Regions from separate parts of the Sus scrofa genome. Here region 2 is linked to region 1. A link is a contact called in public HiChIP or PLAC-seq data. All regions are on one chromosome and are shown on one strand. The core of a region is the stretch at or near the end of the contact, and the rest is flanking DNA. Distances in the headings are between cores, read along the strand shown.

Region 1 (6,122 bases), core at 2,153-4,652:
ATTGTATCAAACAAATTCACTCTAAATCCTTCATGAGCATACCATCAATATTTAGCTTTCTTCAAGCATTATGGATATATTTATTCTTATAAAGTACAGAAGAAAGTTTATTTTCCAATTTCCAAATTCCTTTGGGAAAAAAATGAATCTTACTATGACTTTAAAAATAGTAATGACAGCCAACTTTCTAAAGACAACAAGATATTATGCACCTTAAACAAAGGCAGAAATTACCAAGTAATTGGTAATTACCAATTACTTGGAAATTCAGCCAGCTCTTAGTTACAGATATGGTCAAAGCAAGTTTAGGAAAGTACAAAAAGCAACATTTTAAAAAGTCTACCTCTGACCCCAACCTTGATCTCATCTCTCTCCCTTTCCTCCTAACTAAATCTGGAAACACCATATTGAGATATTGAGAATGATACTGGTTTTATACAGATTTGCATATAAGCATGATTACTTCAAAATTTCAAATTTCCAACAAATATTAATCTTGCCATCTAATCTTGTATTATTTTTCATCCAAGGAAAATAAGGACAAGGCTGAATCACCAACTACAGAGCAGTCATTTTAGTGTACAATAAATAGCTCCACATACCCATTTGTTAAATTGATTCTAACAAAGAGATTACATTATGTTCAATAACTCTATTTTAAAAGGCAAAAAAGTAAGCAATGTAGTTTATGAATGTTTCTAGCCAAATTTTTTTTTAAGTTTATAAATTTGGGGCCTAAATAAGCAACTATCGGTAATTCAGTCATTCAATAAATATTTTAGTGATCTCCTGTCCAAACATAATGCATAATTCGAAGATGAATAAATCATGGTCCCTACCCTCAAGAAGTTGGTAATTGAGTAAAAAGAATCAGAAATACATGATACCACTCAAGGTAGAACTTAATAAAACTTAAGAGAACTACAAAGATACTTCTACAGCAGTTCAGAAAAGAAAGGAATTGCTTATTTAGGAAGCAATTGATTTCCTAATGTAACTAGAACTGCCAAAGACTGTTTATTGTTACCACATTCTCTCTCCCCCAGAATCTGTCACTGACCATTTCTCTTCCAGGGACTTCATATTTTCCTGAATTCTTCCTGAAAGATGGCTGAGTGATCCCTTCCAATCACCTTTATGGACCTCTCTTTCTCTGTATACAGGTTAGATGTTGGCTTCCCCAATGTTTGATCAAGTGGGATCATCTCTCCTCTCTCACTCTTTCAGATGACCTGACCCAATGCCATGACTTTCTCAACTCTTTATATACCAAAGCCTCCCAGGTCTGTCTATATTTCCACTTAAGAAATCTGCTGACCTGTGTATGCAGCTCTCTCTACTGGACATAGGACAAATGGAATATTTGACTCATTATCTTGCTCCTGGGACCTGTTTTAAGCCTTAATTTCCAAGCTGTGAGTAGAGCATTCACCTGGTCATCAACCACCAACTTGGGAGCCATTCTGTCTTTCTACCTCTTCTTTGCCTACCATATCCAATACACTATAAGCCTAAAATATTTTGTCACCTAAGTATTCCCCAAATTCATCCAGTCCCATCCCGACTTCCAGTGTTTTAGAATGGCTCTTTATCATTTCTTGCCTGAATTGCAATAACTTCCACTTTCACTCGGGGGTTCTAACTAAGCCTATATACCATGTCCTTGGAGATTTTTCTGAAGCATAAATCTGATTACACTATTCTCCTGGTTAAAATCCTTTGAATCACTGTAAACCAATTTATAATGGAAAAAAATAAAAATCCTTTGAGTAACCCCCAAAACCACTTTAGGATAAAACTCTTGTACCAAGGTATACAACATCTAGCCTCTGGCTTCCCTGCCAGAATGACCACAGCTTCACACATTCAAATTCCATTTCCTTGATGCTCCCAGAAGGAACCATGCCATTCTCTTTTTCTGTGCTATTTCTTCTGCCCTCACCCCTTGTCCTCCAACTACCATCCCTCTAACTTCAAGATTTAGCCAGGTCATCACACCTATGATACACACTTCCCTGACCCTTCCCCACTCCCTCTGGCAGGGCAGGGCACTTCACGGCCTGTGCATATTTGCAAAACTGACCAAATGAAACTATTGCAACACTTCCAAGAGGCTGTGATTTTTTTTTTTTTTTTTTCTGTATCCTTCACTAGTGCTAGCACAGGGTAGGAAATTAATCAGCATTTTTTACTACTATGTGCTATTGTAAACAAATACACATTCTGCAAACATTATATAGCTTTTCTGAAGCAGGCAAACTGCAGAGTTAACTGATTTTTAAAGATACAAAAAAGTCTTGCAGAAAAGCTGACTTCCTGTGTCTAAGAACAGTACACTAGCTCCTCATTGATAGGTCAAATAACTTTTGATCCCTTTTTTGATCCAGAGTACTTTTAAGGATCTTCAGCACATTTCCATTTTTCTCTTACATTCCAAGCTCAATTTGTTCAATTTGCTGGAAACTGAAATTGTGGACACCCTTCCTCCTTCTGGTTTGCAAGAGGATAAGCCTGGTGTGAAGTCAATTTCACTCGAACCCTTTGGCATTAAAAAGAAATTGTTTTGCAGGCACAAGATGTTACTGTTCTTTTACTAATACCACCCACTCTCCCTCTTCATAATATAAACGCTCTTCTTTAAGAGTTTACTGATTGTGTGCTTATTAACTGTTCTTTCAGGTGAGAGCTTGAGCTCCTGCATTTTTCAATTTGATGAATAAAGGACCTCTGGGACTAGGAAAACAAAGAAACCTTAAAGATAGGTTTTCCAAGAGAGAAAAACTTCAGGACTAGATGCTGAACAGGCTCTTCCCTGGGGCTTTAGGAGCAGAGACTTGCGGTGAGGCCCGGCACTCACCTGACTGGCTGTCTGTATTGGGAAAGCTCTCCTGATGCATCCGTTATTCCTGGGCCATCTGGCACCTGGAGGTGTAAGGAAATGAATGGTATTATCACTCACCTAAAAACTGCAAGCCCGGGGGACCAAGGACTCCTCGCGTCTGCGGGGAATGTGAGCCCGGGGCTCTCAGCAGCCTCGCTCCCGGCTAGATCCCTGCGTCCCAGGAGCTCTGGAGGCCGCATTCGCCGCAGCAGCACCGACAGGGTCAGCGGAACGGCTAAGAGCAGGCGCGATCTTAAGCAAGAGGCAGGCCAGGCACGTCTCCCTGGGGGCCCGCTGTACCAGGCGCTGGCCCATTAACAGCGTCCCTGGGAGGCGCTGCCCTTCACGCGCGGCTCACTCACCGCATCTTCTTCCTTCTCGACTAGGTCTTCAACCCACGGTCTCCAGAAGCCTGCGGGTCTACGAAGTGGGGAACACAAGGCCCACAGAGGAGCCGTGAGCCCAGACCCAGGAGAACCTATCGCAGCCAAGCCAAGGCCGGGAGGGTGTAGGAGGCAGGAGAGCAGAGGGGAGGAGCTGGGGAGGCGCCGGAGGGAGGGATGGAACTAAGATACCGCTGCAAGCCGCTGCACCCTGCGGCCCCCGAGATCAGTTCCAGAAGGAAAAACACTGTCTTTTCATCTTTGTGTCTCCAAAGATCCTTGTACAGTGCTTGGTGTGGATGATAGAAGACATTCAGTGTTTTTGTTTGTTTTGTTTGTTGTGGAATGGATGCGCTAAAGGCTTCTAAGCAGCAGGACTGCGTTGGTGAATGCTTTTTGAAGTGTCTGCTTATGGGCAGGATAGAGTGAAGAGTCCGGAAGAAGGATCCACGTATTTCTGACATGTGCCTGTGGCCAGAACAGTGATCTGCTCTGAGAACCCTTGGCCTCCTGGGGATAGATTATTTGCGATGCAGGTACCAAATTGAGCTCTTGGTCTCAGTTTTTCTGGTCTCTTCCTGTTACCCAGCTCTGCACAACCAAATCTGGTGCCTGAAAGTGGCCTTCTATGGAACTGGCTGGAGATAATCAGTTTTCTGTAGACTGAGAAGCTCCTGAAATCTTTTTGCTCCACATCTTTAGGCTTGGTTCATGGAATCAAGGGCTGCAGACACTATGAACATCTCTCACCTAGCAAAGGGCATTTGAAACAATTCACAATTAGCCTTGGAGTCCAGGATAAAAAAAAAGCAGGCACAATATGGTCTTTCACTCTTTATAATTTAACAAAGTAATAATTTTAAGACAAAAGCTGAAACAGGAACACACACCCAGTTCCAGAGTTATTGCCCTTGTCTGGTCTCTGCAGGTGACCACATGGGGTTTCAGACATAAGGCTCTCCAGTGCAGGGCCAAGTTAGAATGTCTGGGGGTTGTGGATTTGAAATGGAAGAGTAATAATTTTATTTAGGGAATATTCTTAAAACCCAATTTTTTAAAATCATCAACTACATCTTTTAATATTTATAAAAATGGGAGTTCCCATTGTGGCTCAGCGGAAATGAATCTGGCTAGCTAGCATCTATGAGGACTCAGGTTCAATCCCTGGCCTCACTCAGTCAGTGCGTTAAGGATCCAGTGTTGCTGTGAGCTTTGGTGAAGTTCACAGACAGCTCAGATCTGGCGCTGCTGTGGCTGTGGTGTAAGCTGACGGCTGCAGCTTCAATTCTACCCCTAGCCTGGGAACCTCCATATGCGGCGAGGGTGGCCCTAAAAAGACAAAAATAAATAAATAAATAAATAAATATATAAATAGTTATAAAAATATTTCTGGTCGTTGGGATATTGCTGAACATCTTCAAGTTAGAGAAGATGACCCCTGAAGATAATCTCTGGAGGAAATGTGAAAAAATTAAACTGTCAAAGGAGTCTGTGGATTAAGAAAAAGCTGAAAAGTCTTACTATATCCACAACTTCATTTCACACTGCTCTTGGAGATGGGAGCCTGTTATAGATGATATACTATTTTAATAGATACAATATTTTAATAGATACAATATTTTAATAGATACATATTATAGAACAGGCCTTCCTACTTTCCTTCCCTCCTTCTTGTACATTTATATCCCTATCTCATCTCACAAAAGATGAGAAATGAGTAACTTCCTTTGGATAAATTTTAAAATTTTAAAATTTAAATTTAAATTAAATTTTAAAATTCTGAGGACCCTCCATACTGTTTTGCATAGTGGTTGCAGCAGTTTACTTTGTCATCAGCAGTGTACAGGGCTCCATGTTTTCCTCATCCTGGGCCATATTTATCTTTTGTCTTTTGGTTCATAGCCACTCTATTAGTGTGATATGATATCCCTTTATGGTTTTGATTTTCTTATCCATGGTGACTAGTGATATCGAGCACATTTTCATGTACCCATTGACCAATTTGTGCATCTTTTTTGAAAAACATCTCTTCAGTTCCCCTACCCATTTTTTTTTTTTTTTTTTTTTTTTTGTCTATTTGCTATTTCTTGGGCCGCTCCCGCAGCATATGGAGGTTCCCAGGCTAGGGGTCTAATTGGAGCTGTAGCCACCAGCCTACGCCAGAGCCACAGCAACGCAGGATCCGAGCCGGGTCTGCAACCTACACCACAGCTCATGGCAACACCGGATCCTTAAACCACTGAGCAAGGGCAGGGACCGAACCCGCAACCTCATGGTTCCTAGTCGGATTCGTTAACCACTGCGCCACGACAGGAACTCCCCCCTTCCCATTTTTTAAAAGAGATGGTTTTGTTTTTTGTTTTCCTATTTAGTTGTAGGGGTTCCTTACATATTTTGTATATTTACCACTTATCAGATGTAAGATTTGGGAATATTTTCTCTCATTTCATAGGTTGCCTGCTCATTTTATTGATGGCTTCATTTGTTGTTCAGAAGCTTTTTAGTTTCATGTAGCACCAATTGTTTATTTTTTATTTTGTTGCCTTCGCTTTTGGTGTCTAATTTTTAAGTAAACAAATAATTGCCAAGATCAGTATGTAGTAGGAGTTCCCATTGTGGGTTAAGAACCCAGCTGAGAAGTTCCCTTTGTGGCTCAGCAGAAACAAATTCGACTAGTATCCATGAGGATGCAGGTTCGACCCCTGGCCTCATTCAGTGCGCCAGGGATCTGGCAGTTGCTGTAAACTGTGGTGCAGGTCACAGGCATGGCTCAGATCCCACTCTGCTGTGGCTGTGGCATAGGCCAGCAGCTGTAGCTCTCATTAGACCCCTAGCCTGGAACCTTCCATATACTGCAG
Region 2 (5,473 bases), core at 1,076-3,575, 350 kb before region 1:
GCTGCCGTAACATTTCAGGTTTCAGTTTACCCTTCATCTCCTCTAGGAAGCTTTTTCCATCTTCCCGGGGATTGAGGTGTTTTACAATACTCTACTTCTCCTACAAGAGCTGTGGTCATACAAAATCGCAACTGTCCAATCACTTGTCTGCTACATTAGACCAAAGACTCTTTCAGGGCAGGGATTATCTTAATCCACTTAGCACATATTAGAAACAAAAATATAAATTGAACTGAATTGCCTTGTAGATTGTAAGGATTAAATGAAATGCATGTGCAGTTCCTATCAACTTCAATGCTCAGTAAATACTAGCTTTAAAAATCTCTATTATTATTCAAATCTTCATCACAGGGTACAGCTCCTGACGTGTACACAATTGTATCTCTATAAACACTTGCTGAATGAAAGGTTCAGGCTGGACATGATGAGGTCCTTAACTATGTCTGCCAGCAGCAATGCTTTTGAGAAATAAAATATTGCCTGCCATATCAGTAAACAAAAAGACGTCAAGGTCTTGTCGAGTGCAGCTACCTCCAAGGGTGAGCTGGGGAGCCCTGAGGGAACTCAGGAAAGAAACAAAGAATACCTGCCATCTAGCAGCCATCAGACTGCAGCCACTCCCAAGGGTGAGCCCTGAGGAAACTCAGGCTGTGAAAACACAGGATATTGGCCCAAGATAGCTGTGGTGCATATCAAAGGAATGATTTCAGTGAACCCAGAACTTACATCTTCGCATACATAGAAAAATGCTAAATTCCTTAAGATAGCTGTTTTCTGTTATTAGCAGTAATCTTTTGTTCCTACTATCTGCCCTTTATTGCAAAACTCTTATAAATCCCAGCTCCTCACCTCACCTCCTTGTGAAACCAAGCATGGCCCTGTGGGGCTCCTGGGCACAAAAGCCTTTCTGTGTCCTCTATTTCTTATTTTTAGGAAATGGGTCTCATTCAGCCTCCAGGCCCTTCCCTGAGTCCCAAGAAGTTCAAACAGTTGCTAATCAGGGAAGGGAGGGGATGAAAAGACAATGGAGGAACTCTCAAGCAACTATACTGCAAACTTGGGGCAGGGTCCTGGTTCCCCCTCAAAGAACACACCTAAGATGTAGGCATCTTGTACACCTGAAAGAAAAGTTTATATTCCTCATGCTCCTTTAGGTAATGAACAGCTTAAAACTGAAGTTTGGAGCCCTTTCCTTGTGCTTCTCCCTCACTTGATTAGGCACCCTGAATACAGTCACCTCTGAGCTAAGATTCTAGCATCTGATGTTTTTCAGGAACTTCTCTAGTTTGTTCTAGTTGCTCATCAGTATAACCCTTTTCATGAGCATTGCTATTCTAGAGAAAATCAAGATGCTATAACCTAGAAGACCACCACCAGGATCATTCTGAGCTCTCCTGACACTAGCTTTGACGATTCCCTCAAAGAAACAAGAATGCATCTTTGCCCAACCCTGATTCTTCCCTGAAATTTTGTTTCTCTCTGTTTAGACTATTAAACGGCCGCAACTGTTCTTCAAGGGAGGGCACAATCTTTAAGGCATTAGCCTGCTATGGCCTCCTTTGCCTGGCAAAGCAATAAAAGCTTTTTTTTTTGTCCTCCTTCACCCCAATCTCTGTCTCCCCCTGCTTTTATTAGGCACCAATGGACAGTGGCTGAGTTTCCCCAACACTTGGAGCAGTTTTCCCAGGGTTACTTGAGATGCTGCCTCCTGGGATTAAGTCCTCAGTTTTGTCCACCAAATAAAACGAAACTCTCAACTTTCAGGTGTACATATTTTTTTTAGTCAATACTTTCAGCTGCTATCCATTTTACTTTAAATATCCTAAATGGGGTCCTGTCAAACTCTAACGGATGTTGTGTTTTTATTTTTATTTTTTCAGAGGAAGAAATAGCAAAAATAAAAAATTCAAGAAAGTAATTGTAAGAGGCCACTATAGAATGGAGGTGGAGGTGGGGGTTGGAGGGGTAGTGGGAAACGACAGAAATGCTCCAATATGGGTTAGGGCTTGGGGGTTTGTGGGCTTAAGGTGTTTCTGTGTATTTTCCAAGTCTTGTCCACTAGATGGTGGAACAGAGTCCCTAGGCTGACAACAGAGTTCTTCCGCAAAGCTTAGAGTGTCCCAACGCCCACACAGAGCTTTGCACGCAAAGGAAATCACTCAATAAGTTAAATTTTTTCTAGGCTTTCGCTTGGAGAGCAGAAAGCTGAAACTACAGGAGAGGGGAAGATTAGGAAGAGGGGAAGAGAAGTGATGAGAAATGCGGAACTACAAGGACCAAGGGAGTTAAACTACATTTCCCAGGAAGCTACGGGTGGGTCAGCCACACTCATCACGCCTGTTCCGGCTCTCGTGACCCCGTCGTGCATCCACTAACCAAGGAGCGCAGAGAGGGCCCAGGAGTCTCTAGCGCTGCAGCAGCGACGACTCCTAACCCGCCAGATTATTCGGCCGAGCCACGGCCACTCCAACCTGCGCTGGCCCAGAGGAAAACACACTAACAGCTCTCAGTTGGCGCCGCAAGCCACGTGACACGTTTGGGTCATGTGACCCTGAAACCTGGCGGCTGAAGTCTGTTACCCCGGCAACTGCTGGGCCCCGGTCGACCTCCGGAAAAGCGCGGAATTCAGAGGCGAAGGTAGGTGAGGCGTGAATGCTACCTTCCAGCTCGGCTGAGTAGGGCCAAGACTGTGCTCAGACCTGCTTCTCAGGGTTTTAGTTTCGGGTCACTCCCCTTCTCCGCCCTGGCTCCCTTGCAGGTGCGTCTTTGTCTTCCCGCTGACTCTGGAACCCGCGCTTCCCGGGGCCGGGGCCGGGGCCCCTTTGGGTGGGATCCGCCTTTAACCCAGAATCTGGGGCCAAGACCTTAACCAGCTCCACTCTGAACTGAACAGAAATGCAAATTAGAGGGAGGGGCTGTTATTGTGCAGGTTGGGCAAAGTATTGTCCAGGTCTACGTAGACCGCCTCTGCCAAAGGAAGCCGAATTTTAGCTGCCTCTAGGAGTTACAACCCAGAAGCTGGCGCAGATCCGAAGTTTGAGTCTTTAGGGAGACGGGGGAGTTAGCGTTGCAAGTCACCGTTTCATAGTTTAATTGACTTTCCCTTCCTCAAAATAACATAACTTGTTTTAATTTGAATACTCCTTTAGCTTTGTTTTATGTGGAGTCAATCTACCTTTTTTTGGGGGGGGGGGCCGCACCTGCGGCATATGTAAGTTCCCTGCCAGGAATGGAATCTCAGCTGCAGCTGGGGCAACTTCGGATCCTTAACTCACTGTGCTGGGGGCGGGAGGGGTAAGGTGGGGGCGGGAGGGGTAAGTGGGGGAGGGGCGCGGTGGGTGGGTAATGGAACCCACTCCTCAGCAGCCACCCTTACCCTTACCCGCTGCAGAGACAAAACTGGATCTTTACCTCCCTGTGCCACAGCGGAACTCTAGGTAGATTCGAAATCTTAATAAGTCAATCCAGAAATATGTATCTGGAAACGTCCCCATATAAGCAAACAGTCTGTTTTACAACTTTTAGTATGAATTGATAGCTAGCTGAATGGTAAGGCAGCACAAACTCTGTCCTGGGCTTTGCAAAAGAGAAGCAGGTCTTTGGGACTTGTTAATTTACACTTTTTAACAGACACACTAATGTGCAAAGATTTAATGTTTTGGAGGCTATTCTAACAATTGGTTGTTAAGAATGAAAATGTAGGTTTGAATCCTAAGTACAAGGCAAACTGTGAAAGCTGATTTTCCACGTCGTTTTATTAATGAACTGGAAATCACTGTACAGCTTCTTAATCAATATCTGTGTATATATGCTAGAGAAATGTCTGAAGTTCAAGTCTGGCTGTTTTTATGATGTGATATGGATTTTCTTAAAGGATATTTATGATCTCTTGCCATTTAGTGTTTCCAACATTGTACATACTTTGGAATGTTTACTTTGGGAAGTGAAAATTATTGATAATGGCCCACTCTTCCAAAGAAGAGCTAGATGAAGAGTTTGAACAGTTCATGAAAGAGGTAAGTGTAAATTTTTTAAAGTTGTTTTTCGGATTTGTCATAAGAAACTTGTTCTTCAGTGCTTTCACCTCTAAGACACAATCAGTCTATCACCAAGCTCTGTCATCTCTCTCCAGAATGTATTTATCATCCCTCTAGTTCTCTCCCTGCTCACTGCCACCCTCCTAGTCTAGGGCACCATCATGTAACGTAGGCTCCTGCAGCAGTTCCCAAGCATAGTCCCAGCATTCTTTTGCCACACTGCAGTGAGCATGGTCTGTCGCAAAATCAGACTCTGTTCCTCTTCAATGTAGAACACTCTGTTGGCCTCCGATCACATAAAGAATAGAATCCAAATTCCTTACTGTGGTTTACAAAGCCCCCGGTGATTTTGCTCATGTCCACCTCCCTAATTTTATACCACTCTTCCGCCTTATGCATGAAGTAGTGGCATTTTTTTCTCCTGCAGATATGCAAAGCTCATTTCATATTAAGAGCTTTGTTCTACCTGTTCTCTTCTTAAAAATTACTATCCGTGGAGTTCCCGCTGAGGCACAGTGGACTAAGAACCTGGCTGCAGCAGCTGGGGTCACTGGAGAGGTGCAGGTTCAATCCCTGTCCCAGCACAGTAGGTTAAAAAGGGTCCAGCATTACCACAACTACAGCATAGGTCTTAGCTGCAGCTCACATTCAATTCCTGGCCCCAGGGAACTTCCATATGCCTCATGTTCAGCCATTTAAAATAAAAAAAAAAAAAAAATTACTACCTGAGAGGTTTTTTTTCCTGCTGATCCAGTAAAAAAGTAACCATCAAGTCCCTTCTTAGTATAACATGTACTTAAATCTCCGTGTAGCTCTTAGAACCATTCATTATTTTACTTGTTAAGCTCTATTATCTACGGCCCATTATAAGAACGAACGTCTGTGACATGACAGTTGTACTTTTTAATTGTTGTCGATATACAGTGTAATATTAGTTTCAGGTGTACATCATAGTGATTCTACATTTTTATAGATTATACTCCATTTAAAGTTATAATAAAATGCTGGCTATATTCCCTGTGCTGTACAATATATCCTTGTAGCCTTTTTCTGCTTTGTTATATTCATTCGTTTTATTTTTTGGATTCCACATACCTGTTATATTAATGTTAGTCATTCTCTATCTGACTTAATTTCACTAAGCGCAATACCCTCCAGGTCCATCCATGTTGCAAATGGCAAAGTTTCATTCTTTTTATGGTTAGGTAATATTTCATCATGTGTGTGTTTATGTGTGAGTGTGCCCTATCTTCTTTATCCATTCATCTGTTGATGGACCTTTGGGTGGCTTCTATACCTTAACTGTTGTAAATAATGCTGCTTTGAACATTGGGGTGTATGTATCTTTTCAAATTAGTGTTTTTGTTTTCTTAGGATGTTTCCCAGAAGTGGAATTGATGGATCATGTAATAGTTCTGTTTTTAGTTGGTTTTTGT

The links. HiChIP or PLAC-seq counts read pairs in DNA pulled down with a chosen protein or histone mark.
Region 2: a contact with region 1 is called in an H3K27ac HiChIP or PLAC-seq map of alveolar macrophages, with 4 times the contacts expected there. The contact joins the promoter of CEP162 here to the promoter of LOC100622980 in region 1. A contact is called at or near these places in 2 of 2 datasets of contacts at active chromatin or transcription factors (alveolar macrophages and skeletal muscle).

What each region holds. Positions count from the first base shown.
Region 1 is chr1:53,089,286-53,095,407 of Sscrofa11.1, reverse strand. It overlaps LOC100622980 (cytochrome b5 reductase 4), which reads right to left and starts at 3,402. Exons shown (of 17, transcript XM_021089548.1): 1 at 3,244-3,402; 2 at 2,858-2,922.
Region 2 is chr1:53,439,311-53,444,783 of Sscrofa11.1, reverse strand. It overlaps CEP162 (centrosomal protein of 162 kDa), which reads left to right and starts at 2,325. Exons shown (of 28, transcript XM_013992659.2): 1 at 2,325-2,637; 2 at 3,901-4,016. The coding sequence starts at 3,960.